Linked DNA regions of Sus scrofa: region 1 is linked to region 2. A link is a contact called in public Hi-C data. All regions are on one chromosome and are shown on one strand. The core of a region is the stretch at or near the end of the contact, and the rest is flanking DNA. Distances in the headings are between cores, read along the strand shown.

Evidence for each region. Hi-C and Micro-C count contacts between places; a contact is called where the count stands out from the background.
Region 1: a Hi-C map of skeletal muscle shows a contact between it and region 2, with 2.6 times the contacts expected there. A contact is called at or near these places in 5 of 47 Hi-C or Micro-C datasets (blood, embryonic fibroblasts, heart right ventricle and 1 more) and 1 of 2 datasets of targeted methods (alveolar macrophages).

The regions. Positions count from the first base shown.
Region 1 is chr4:129,393,260-129,398,370 of Sscrofa11.1, forward strand. It overlaps SH3GLB1 (SH3 domain containing GRB2 like, endophilin B1), which reads right to left and starts at 2,212. Exons shown (of 9, transcript NM_001168421.1): 1 at 2,141-2,212. The coding sequence starts at 2,212. ODF2L (outer dense fiber protein 2-like) reads left to right here and starts at 2,792. Exons shown (of 14, transcript XR_002343752.1): 1 at 2,792-3,281.
Region 2 is chr4:129,256,574-129,261,776 of Sscrofa11.1, forward strand. HS2ST1 (heparan sulfate 2-O-sulfotransferase 1) reads right to left here and starts at 1,799. Exons shown (of 7, transcript XM_001925492.6): 1 at 1,298-1,799. The coding sequence starts at 1,421. It overlaps SELENOF (selenoprotein F), which reads left to right and starts at 2,370. Exons shown (of 5, transcript NM_001085443.1): 1 at 2,370-2,455. The coding sequence starts at 2,381.

The sequences.
Region 1 (5,111 bases), core at 962-3,461, 140 kb after region 2:
TTTCCTCAAAGGAAACAAACAAACAAACAAAAAAACAAAAAAAGGGGAGAAGTGTCACTTCGTTGAGGTCTTTCTGAATTTGATCCTAACAGAAAAAACTGCCCTTTCCAATATGTTCATGTAACAGCAGCAACCACCACCCCTGTCCTAAACTAATCTTTTTTGGCTTTTTTCTCTAATGTACTTAGTTTGTCTTTTCCCGCTCGACTGTAAACTCCAGGAGGGCAGAAATTTTGGCGATTTTATTTATTGCTGTATCACTACTGGCCAAAACAGCAGTAACATGCGGATGTGGAGCAGACAGTGAAGTATTTAAGACTGAAAATTATTTGATAACTAACAGAAGATAGAATTTTCAAACTTTTTCCTAGAGAATTTGAAACAGTGAATAACTGAAATTAACGTGGGAAGCACATCTTGAGAGCTGTGCCAGATTTTTTACATGAAGTTGATCAACCACTTCAATCAAACCATAATACGTATGTCCTACTTAAGCAGTGGGGATTATGTACCCGAAAACATCCAGCTTTATTTCAAAGTGGCATTACCTAGTGTCAAATCTGCATTCAGCACCAGAATCACTGAGAATTTGCACTAAAATAAACAGCTAGTGTCTTGCTCTAATTCTTCCATTCTTCTACAAGTCAAGCATCGTGCAGCGTCAACTATGCCAAAAAAAGTGGGCTAAAGGCAACTAGGAAAGCAGTAAAGTTTCACAATGACTTACATTTCAGTACCAGCCGGGTATGTTACATTAGAAAACTATTTTTGTTTTCTGTTTACAAAAGAGAATGCTGTTGCTACTGTGACTGTGCCATTAACTTAAAACGCCAGATTGTTTACACCCCGTACTGTGAAATTCACACCTGCTCACAGATTTCCCCGCGGTGGCACAGTGTGGGTGGCGCCTGCAGAAAACTGTCCCGAGTTCCCAGGACTGACACTTCCTTAATTTCTGAATACGCGAGGTACTCAACTTTCCCCCTAAAGTGTTTTCGAAAAATGTCCCTGTGACTGGAGGCGCGACAAGAACCCCACCCCCTCTCTCGCTGCCCCACTGCCTGTGCTCCCCACTTTGAAAACCAGTGGGACCCCAGCCCGCGGCCTTGGCTGAGTCCGGACGCGGGCAGCCGGGCGCAGGACTGCGGGGCGCTGTGCTGGCAGCTGTCCCGACAGAGGGTTAGGAAAGCAAACTTCCTTCTCGGACCCGGCGAGGAGCGAGCCCGGAGGACAGGGCGGGGGTGCTGCAAGGACGGCCGTCTCCCGGCCCCTCGCGGACGCGCAAGGGCTCCGCCCGCCCGGGAGGGAGCGCACCCAGGCCCCGGCCTCGGCGTCGGAGAGGCAGGAGGAGAGGTGCCGCAGCCCGGGGCCGAGCTCGAGGTGTGCTCCGGCCCGTCCCCGCTCCTCCCGAGGAAGGGGGGCTCCGGCCCGTCCCCGCTCCTCCCGAGGAAGGGGGGCTCCGGCCCGTCCCCGCTCCTCCCGAGGAAGGGGGGCTCCGGCCCGTCCCCGCTCCTCCCGAGGAAGGGGGGCTCCGGCCCGTCCCCGCTCCTCCCGAGGAAGCGGGGCTCCGGCCCGTCCCCGCTCCTCCCGAGGAAGGGGGGCTCCGGCCCGGCCCCGCTCCTCCCGAGGAAGGGGGCTCCGGCCCGGCCCCGCTCCTCCCGAGGAAGGGGGGCTCCGGCCCGTCCCCGCTCCTCCCGAGGAAGGGGGGCTCCGGCCCGTCCCCGCTCCTCCCGAGGAAGCGGGGCTCCGGCCCGTCCCCGCTCCTCCCGAGGAAGGGGGGCTCCGGCCCGGCCCCGCTCCTCCCGAGGAAGGGGGGCTCCGGCCCGTCCCCGCTCCTCCCGAGGAAGCGGGGCTCCGGCCCGGCCCCGCTCCTCCCGAGGAAGGGGGGCTCCGGCCCGGCCCCGCTCCTCCCGAGGAAGGGAGGCTCCGGCCCGGCCCCGCTCCGCGGCGCCTGCCCGAGCGGCGGTTGGGCAGGAGGGCAGGAAAACGGCCGCCGGGCGCAGAGGGTACCAGGCCGCGCCCTCAGGGGCCGCGGCCGCAGCAGGCCCGCGGGCGGTCGGAAGCCGGCACCACGGGCGCGGCCGCCTCGGCGACCCCTCCCCGCCCCCCGGGCGCCGCCGCCCTCCCCCCCGCGCGGTACCTGCACTGCGCGGCTGAGGAAGGTGCCCGCGTCGGCCGCCAGCTTCTTCACGTTGAAGTCCATGATGTTCATCCTGGGGGCAGCCGGGCGCGGCGGCCGGCGGACCTACCGGGAGGCGGCGGCGCGGCGGCCGGGCTGGGGCGCGGGGTGCGCGCGGCGGGGGCGGACGTGGTCGGAGGGAGGCGGCGCCGGCCCCGCCGCAGCTGTCGTTTCCGTGGGGGGAGGGCGGGGCGGCGGCGAGAACCGGCGCCTCGGAGCCGGCCGCGCGCCCGAGCGGCGGCGGCCGGGACGCAGGGCCTGTCCCTTCAGGGGGAGCTGCCGCGAACGCCGGCGGGGCCGCGGTGGGCTTCCAGGAGAGCGGCCGGCGTCCGCGCCGCGAGGGGCCGGGTCCCCAACGGAGGAAGCGAGCGCGGGCCGCGGGGCGGGGCCTTTACGGGGGTTATCGCGGGAACAGCGACCCCTTCAGGGCCGCGGTCGCGGGGCCGCGGGGCGGGGCCTTTACAGGGGTTATCGCGGGAACAGCGACCCCTTCAGGTCTGCGGCCGCCGAGGTTATCGCGGGAACAGCGTCCCCTTCAGGACCGCGGCCGCCGAGCCGCGGGGCGCGCCGGGAGCTGGGCGCGTTCCCCTCAGGGAGGGTGGCGTTCGCGGCGAGAAGCGCGCCGCGGGGCCGCTGCGCCGCTGCACGTTTGCAGTTTGGTCTGAGCCTCCAGAACAGAGAGAACCCCAACCCCCCGTTTTGTTTTAGGAGAAAATGGGGACGTTGTAGCGTAGAATTACAGCACCTGTGAAATGAGTCTTGTAGGTCCCGCGCCCCGCTGGTGCCTGACGCCCGGATGGCGCTCGTGGACGTTTGCAGAACAGACTTGAAGTCAAGTCCCCGCGGCGCCCGCTGTTCATTCATTCGGCATTGCTGAGCATCTGCTGGGCACCAGGACTGCAACCCGTGCTGGGGACACCTACCGCCCAGGCCTGTCCCCGCCTCAGGACGCTCTCGGGGCGGCTCTTGACCTCCAGGGACCCCAGCCCCGCCCGCGGCAGCGCTCACCTGCTGGGCTGCAGGTCCGACCCTGGGCGCCTGCTGGTGCAGAACGCGGCGCCCGGGACCCGGAGAGCCAGGCTGGACGTGGCCGTGCACGGTGGTGAGCGACACCGAGGGACCCTTAGCCGCTGGGCGAGGCGGGCTTGATAACTAATGGGGTACGATGTCAACGTTAATAACGAATGGGAATACATGTGAATTTTCATAACTAAGGAGCCCGTGACGTGGAATTTGCGCAAAAGCCCGTAATTCCAAGTATCTTGTTAAGCAGCCTCAGGACACAGCTTATGCTTGATTGAAGTTCACATGGGTACAAGCACGGAGGGAGGGGAGACTAGAATTTCAAGTATAAGAAAAGGCTCCATGCATTTGTTGTGTTGCCCTTTTATTACTTTAGGGCTGGGAAAGTGACAGCAGGCCCGGTGGGCGGTGACATGAGCTCACATTCATGCTTCTGAGTTTTACTGAAACAGCAGCCATAGCAGCGGTGGCTGTTAAAGGCACAAAGATTAGAGCCTAAGCATATTATAAGGAATAGCAAATAACATACAAATATTTATGTTCTTTGTGGTGGTGACAGAAACAGCCTTTTTCCCCCCAAGGCAACTACAAAAGAATGAATCTTACTCCATGTGTATCTTAACTTATTTTTCCAGAAATATGGAGAAGGAAATATATAATCAGGATTCTTGGCTTTCATTTATTGTTCATTTTGTATTTTTATGTAGAAAACACTTTATCTCTTTCCAGATGTTTGTCTTCACAATAAGTATATTCACAAGTATATCATAATCCATGTCCATTTCTGCAAAAAGATCATGACACTGCATTCACCATTAGAGGAAAAAACTCTGGATCCTCTTCCTCAAACTTGTAGATCTGCTGACTTGAGGAAGAAATATCTTCACTTATTCCTGTTCAGCCCTAGTTTCTCTAGTTTCACTGACACGTTCCGGAGACCAGTGTATCCTCTCTGTTTCCTCACTGTTCTTACCGTCTTGGAATTTCCTGCCGAATGTGCCCTTGACTTCCGCTTCTACAACTGTGCCTAAACAGCATTCCCGAGGTTGCCAGTTATTTCCTGGTAAATCAAACAGCCTTTTCGGCAACTTCCGCAGTGACTCTCTCCAGCCCCTTTCCAACAACACGCCCCTCCAAGGCCTTGTCCTGTCTTGGTTTTCCCGCTGCCTCCTGGACTTGTGCAGCCTATTTGGCTGGGACCTCTGATGGCTTCACAGTAGGGGTTCCTGAACATGGAGTTTAGCACTTATTTTTTGCTGTTCTCTTTAATTTCTTAATCGTGACTTCAGTTACACTTCTTTCATTCGTTCGTTTAGTAACTATTTTTTGAATGTCTCCTATATGCCGCATACACAGCATTGATATGACTAGAAACATATCAGGCAACCAGACAGCCCGCCCTTGGGAGCTTGCAACTAATGCGGTAGGACAGAAATTGAACATGTAATTATACACCTGATAATATACCGAGGGGGCGTTCAGAGTGCTCTGAAAGCTTCAACTCCAGCCTGAACCTAGTAACCTGATTTTAATTTGGAGGCTTGGTCTTGCGGTAAGGGATCCAGATCACCTTCCGAAGCTGTCTTTTTCTGTCGCATATGCTAACTTCTTATTGCAATAGTACAAGGTATTATGAAAGCAGTGTTCTAAGGTCGTAGAAAGTGACAAACATCTGAAATGGTCCCTAAAGTTTTTAGCACAAAAAAATAAACACAACTTTTATAAAAGAGATATTTTAGGTAGTATGATATGTATTTTATTTTTTGTACTGCCGGGCAAAATGTCGTTACCTCATGTTTAGACCAATGACATTGAAAGGGAAGGTTTGTATACTTGTAAGATGATCCGTATGAATCCGGAAAGAAATATTAGAAATTTGGCTTGTGTTTATTTTTATCTAATAAATAGA
Region 2 (5,203 bases), core at 549-3,048:
GTTACTATGTGTACTATTCCAATTATTTTCTGATACATTTTTCCTAAGTACTAATTAATCATCACCCCCAGTAGCACCTATTTGTCACTTTTTAGTCTAAATTATAATGTTGCTGGTATTTCATCGTTTGCTTTTCACAAAGTATTTAAAACGATGCTGAGGTGAAAGTGTAGGCATAGAAATATTTCACATTACACTTCCACATTCAGCCTCTTGAAATGATTTTTAAGTGCCACGCGCATCTTTAAATCAAAATGTATTGCTGACATTCTTTTAACACGCCCTCCTCATCCGAGCTCTTTCCAAACGCCAAAGTTCCTACTGATCTCAGAGTACCCAGTTTCTGCGCCTTTTTCTGGTCCTTCACAGCCTCGCACTCCAACTTCTGCTTAGACCCCCCCACACACACTAAAACAAGCACTGTTAACTCCTCAGGTCCTTAACCATATGGTAAACTTTTTGCATACTCTCACTTTTCCTTTCATAAACTTAAATCTCACTATAGCAATCCCCCTTCGGCGTTCCCCCCTCTTCCAGATCCACAGCATCAACAAGCAACATACACGTACGTTCCTATTCTTTTTTTTTTTTTCTTTTAAAATGATTTTTATTTTCTCCATTATGGCTGGTACGTTCCTACTCTTAAGCTCAGAATATTCATCATTTTAGCGCCGCTAAAAAAGAATGTAAGCGTCTGGATGCCTCGTTTCCACCCCCCTCGTGGAAGCTTTTTCCTGCCCTACCTGGGCAGCCTACGTCCCCCGGCAGTTGTACGGTGCCTCGCTGCCCCCAGCACAGGAGTGCACCTCGCTGCAATTCACCGTCATTCCAGCACCTCCCTCCATTCCTGCGCATCCATCCTTCCGCGACCCTCCCGGCGCCCCAGAGGCTCCGTCTCCAGGGGCCCATACCTCAAATTAGAATCCCCTCGCCCGACACCGCCGGGGCTTTCCGCACGACGAAGCAAACACGCAAGCCTGAGCGGTTCCCTCGGCAGTGAGCAGCCGCTCCCCACGAGTTGGAGCTCCTCTGGCTCTCCCCGTGGAATGCCTGCTTCGGGGAAGCCCAGCCTTGCGACCTCTGCCCTGTGACCTCGCAAGCCCAGCGTGCCACCCAAGCTAAGTGCACACCATTCTGGGGCCGGTGCTCGCCCCAGACCCAGGTCTCTGCGCACCCTCTCAGCCCCCAGCCGTCGAGCCAGACCCCAGGCTAGACGAGCGCCCACTTGCCCGGGGCGCACGGCCTCCCGGGCCCGGCCCCTCCACACACCGCTCAGCCCGAGGGGCCGGCTCCTCACCTAGCTTCGACCGGGACTCCTCCAGCTTCTGGATCTGGTTCTCCAAGAAGAGCATCGCCACCGCGAAGGCCACCACCGCCAGCAGCTGCAACTTGGGCGGCATCATAATCCTGAGGAGCCCCATGAAACCCGCCGCTCGGGATCAAGACATACCGCGGGGGGCGGGGATCGGGGCCCCGAGGCGAGCGAGACGCCGGGAGGAGCCCACCGAGCCCGGAGAAAGGCAGGGAGAGCGCGACAGCCCAAGGAGCACCGCAGCGACCCCCCTGCTCGCCTCCCCGGTCCCCCGCCCCCAGGCGCCAGCACCGACGCCGCCGGTGCCCGCTTCCCTCCGCCGCCTCCACGGCCGCCCCCTGCAGAAGCCCGCGCAGCAAACGCAGCGCGAGGCGGCTGCCGGGCTCGAGCCTCTCTCTGCTGCCTCCGTCCCCGACCCCCGCGCCCGCCCGCCTGCTGCCCGCCTCCCTCGCTTCCTTCCTTCCCTCCCTCCCGGGCTCGCGGCCGCGCGCTCCTCCGCCAGCGCTGCGGCTGCGGCTGCGCCGCCTCGGCCCCGCCCCCTGCCCATCCCCCCCCGCCACCACGCGCACGCACCCACGTACGCTGCTCGGCAACCAGAGACCTCGCCCCCTACTCCACTTCGGTTGTGCTCATTGGACCGAAGAGCCCGCGTTCGCTCTCCTTTCGTGTTACGGTTGGTTTCTTTGCCGTACGTGTTAACCAAGGCCGCATGCTATTGGGTAAACTTGGAGAAGGAGGCGGGCCGAGACCGGAGGAGGCGGGGCTTCTTGGGGGCTTGACGAAACGTCGTGAAGGGAAGGAAGGAGCCCCGGGAAGCACGGATTTGGGGAGTTTAGGGAAATGCCTGAAGTGAGTTGTCGAAAGGAGCCCGCGACTTCAGGCTTCCGTCACATGTAAAGGCACGTGGTCCCCTTTAAGCTGGCATACGCTCTTCGCTCACGCGCGTCTATGCAGAATAAGAAACTTGAGGCCAACGGCCCTTGCAGCCTGTTTTGGATCAGGCTCTGGAGTGGACGCCCCTCGCACAAGGGTCCTCGGGCGGCCGGAGCCCCACGGGAGACGGCGGCGATGGCGGCTGAGCCGGGCGGGTGGCTCGGGCCGGCGCTGGGGCTGCGGCTGCTGCTGGCGACCGCGCTGCAGATGGTGAGTGGAGGTCGCCTCCGCGGCAGCCCCGGGGCGCACAGGGAGGGTCGCGCGGAGGAAGACGCAGCCTCCGGCCCGGCCTGGGAGCCGCACCTGGAAAGGGGGGAGGACCGGGCATCCTCAGCGACTGCGGCGGCCCGGATGCGACGTGGCTTGATTCCGGCTTTGATCCTTCCCGCCCCGGGTTTCCAGCGGCTCTTTCTCCTGACTTTAGACTGTCTTGCGCGCAATCTGTAAGACACACGGTGGAAGGGGGGAAAGAGCAGGAAAGTTTACAAAGGGGTGAGGATGGTTTTTAAACAGGCAAAAATGCAAGAAACTGTGATTCCTTGTGACAAGACTCCCAGGTCTTCGAGAAAGGTCTTTTTCTCAGTTGCTCTGGTTTCCGAGTCCCTGTTAGACGCCTTTTATCTCTGTTCTCTGGCATTCCGGAGCCGCCACTTCAGTGCCATTTGTGGTTAAACTCCATTGTTGCAATAAAAGGAGCTATGCTAACAAAAGCTTAATGTTTTTGAAATTGATTGTCTAAAATGATAGCCTTCATCGCCTTCAAAAATCGAAATGTTTAACCACGTTTTTTAAATTTTGTCTCTATTAACAGGACAGATGTGTTCTATTATCTTTAAATGGAGAAAGGCTAATTTTGACCTATTTTCCTTTCACTCACAAACATCTTCCTATTTGCTGATTCTTCCTTAGAAGTTTTTAGTACAGGTTTAACTATGTGAATAAGATGATTTTTAATAGTCACTGTGCTTAAGTGCCTATTAAACACTTTTTACAAGTGTCTTTTATCAGCCTAATTTTTCAGGTATTCTCTTTACTGAGCCTGCTGAAAAGTAGTCTCCTAGAGACCTGGTTTAATTAATTTACCCAAGGTGTCGAGGGGTTAGGCCGTAAACCAAAGGCTTACACAAACACCTGGACTTACTTTTCATCAAGGAGTTTGAAGATCCTGTTTCCTTTTGCAACCTCACCCAGGAGGTAGATTGATTTCTCCGCTGATGAGCTTTACAGTAATTCCATTATTCAGGTATATGAAGCCTTAGAAAGTACTGGAAAACTCCTCTCTAAAGTTTGTACTCAAAAAATTTTGTCAGTCTTAGGTAGTTTGCATTCACTACCACGAAAAAATTAAAAAAGAACATTTCAAGTTGCCTTTTTCTGATTTCCCTACCTCTTTGTTTCATAATCTGTGGCTCTGTAACCATCCCAAAACTTAGTGGCTTACAGTAACAGTCTGTCCTCGATATGTGGGTCTGCAGAGCAGTTCCCCGGTTGATTTACGCAGCCGTGCAGAGCCAGTAGGTCCGCTGAACTGAAGGATCCGAGAGGGCCTCATTCTTAGTGGTGCTGTCAGCAGGGGGGCCTGCTTCTCGTCCACATAACCTGTCATTCTCCAGTAGGTCACTTCATTTTAAATTCTTTCACTCTCTGAACCCAGTTAGTTTCATTAAGCCCTTAAAAATCTCCAAGGCAGCTCGTTTCATTTTACCTCCACAGGTAGTACCTAAATTCAGGGCCCCGTTTTTGCTTCCTGGAATTACCACCACAGCCCCTCTAACCGGTCTCCTTACCTCATTTTCTCCCATTTCCTAATTGTTGGGTTTGTGAGGGAGGAACATACAGGCCAAATCAGAAAAGCATAGAGACTTATGAGGGGTCGGAAGCGGAGGGACTGAGCCCCAGATGGCCTCAGCAGCGATGTAGAGTCCTGCTTACGAAGGGCTGGTGGTGGGAGAGGCGGGGCGGGTGCCAGGGGATGTGTCTCCTCTTCCTGTCTCCTGTCCAGAGACGTGTCACCGTGGCCCTGCCACGGACAGGGGTTGACCTAGGCGGGCAGGGGAGCCCTTGGTCAGTCGGGTCTCACAGGTGACCTTCCATGTGTCCTTGGCCGGGTTGCTGAACCCAGCCCGTCACATTCGCTGCCCCCCTAGGAACCTGTCACTGGCCCAGGCTCTGGAGCATCCAAGTCATCTTTCCAAAGCTCAGGACGAGCATTGTTAGAGCCCTCAGGGACGCTCTGTTGCCTTTACACGAAGCCTGGCCCCAGGGTGCCTTCACAGGGCCCCTCCCCTGACGGCTAGTGTTTGTCTATCCGGCTTAATTCGCAGCGTTTCCCTCCACTGGGGGAACGCGAAGGTAGATGAGGCGAATTGGGGCCACCTGTTTAGTACGTCTCCCGTACCGGGTTCTCTCCTGCCAGTTCGGGGTGTAGACACAATGCAGGGCTTCGCTTGGGTCCGTTGCCAGGCCGGCAAGTCGGCTTCGCCTTCTCCTGCTTGTTCTGTCGCCGCACCTCCTGCTGCGTTACAGATTGGCAGCTGCATGGTTTGTACCTTCTGCTCCTGCGGCTCCCAGGCCGAGGACAGTGTAGCCCGAGGGAGTCCAGGGAACATTTCTCTGTTATGTGTTTTTGTATGGTGCCTACTACATATTTGTTCACTTCAACCCCTCAGAGGTGTGAATGGCCTCCTAGTTTATTTGTGTTTGTTTCTTGCAGCAAAGTCTGCTCCTGCTGGGGCACAGCAGTGAAAGATCCGGCGTTGTCTCTGGTAGCACAGGTTCGATCCCCAGCCCGGTGCAGTGGGTTAAGGACTCGGCGTTGCAGCAGCTAGGGTGTAGGTGGCAGCCGTGACTCACATTCAGTCCCTGGCCCAGAAACTTCCATATACCAAGGGTGCAGCCAAAAAAAAAAAAAAAATCTTCTGGCTGGCTGTTGTTGAAGTAGAGCAGTGATGAACCCAT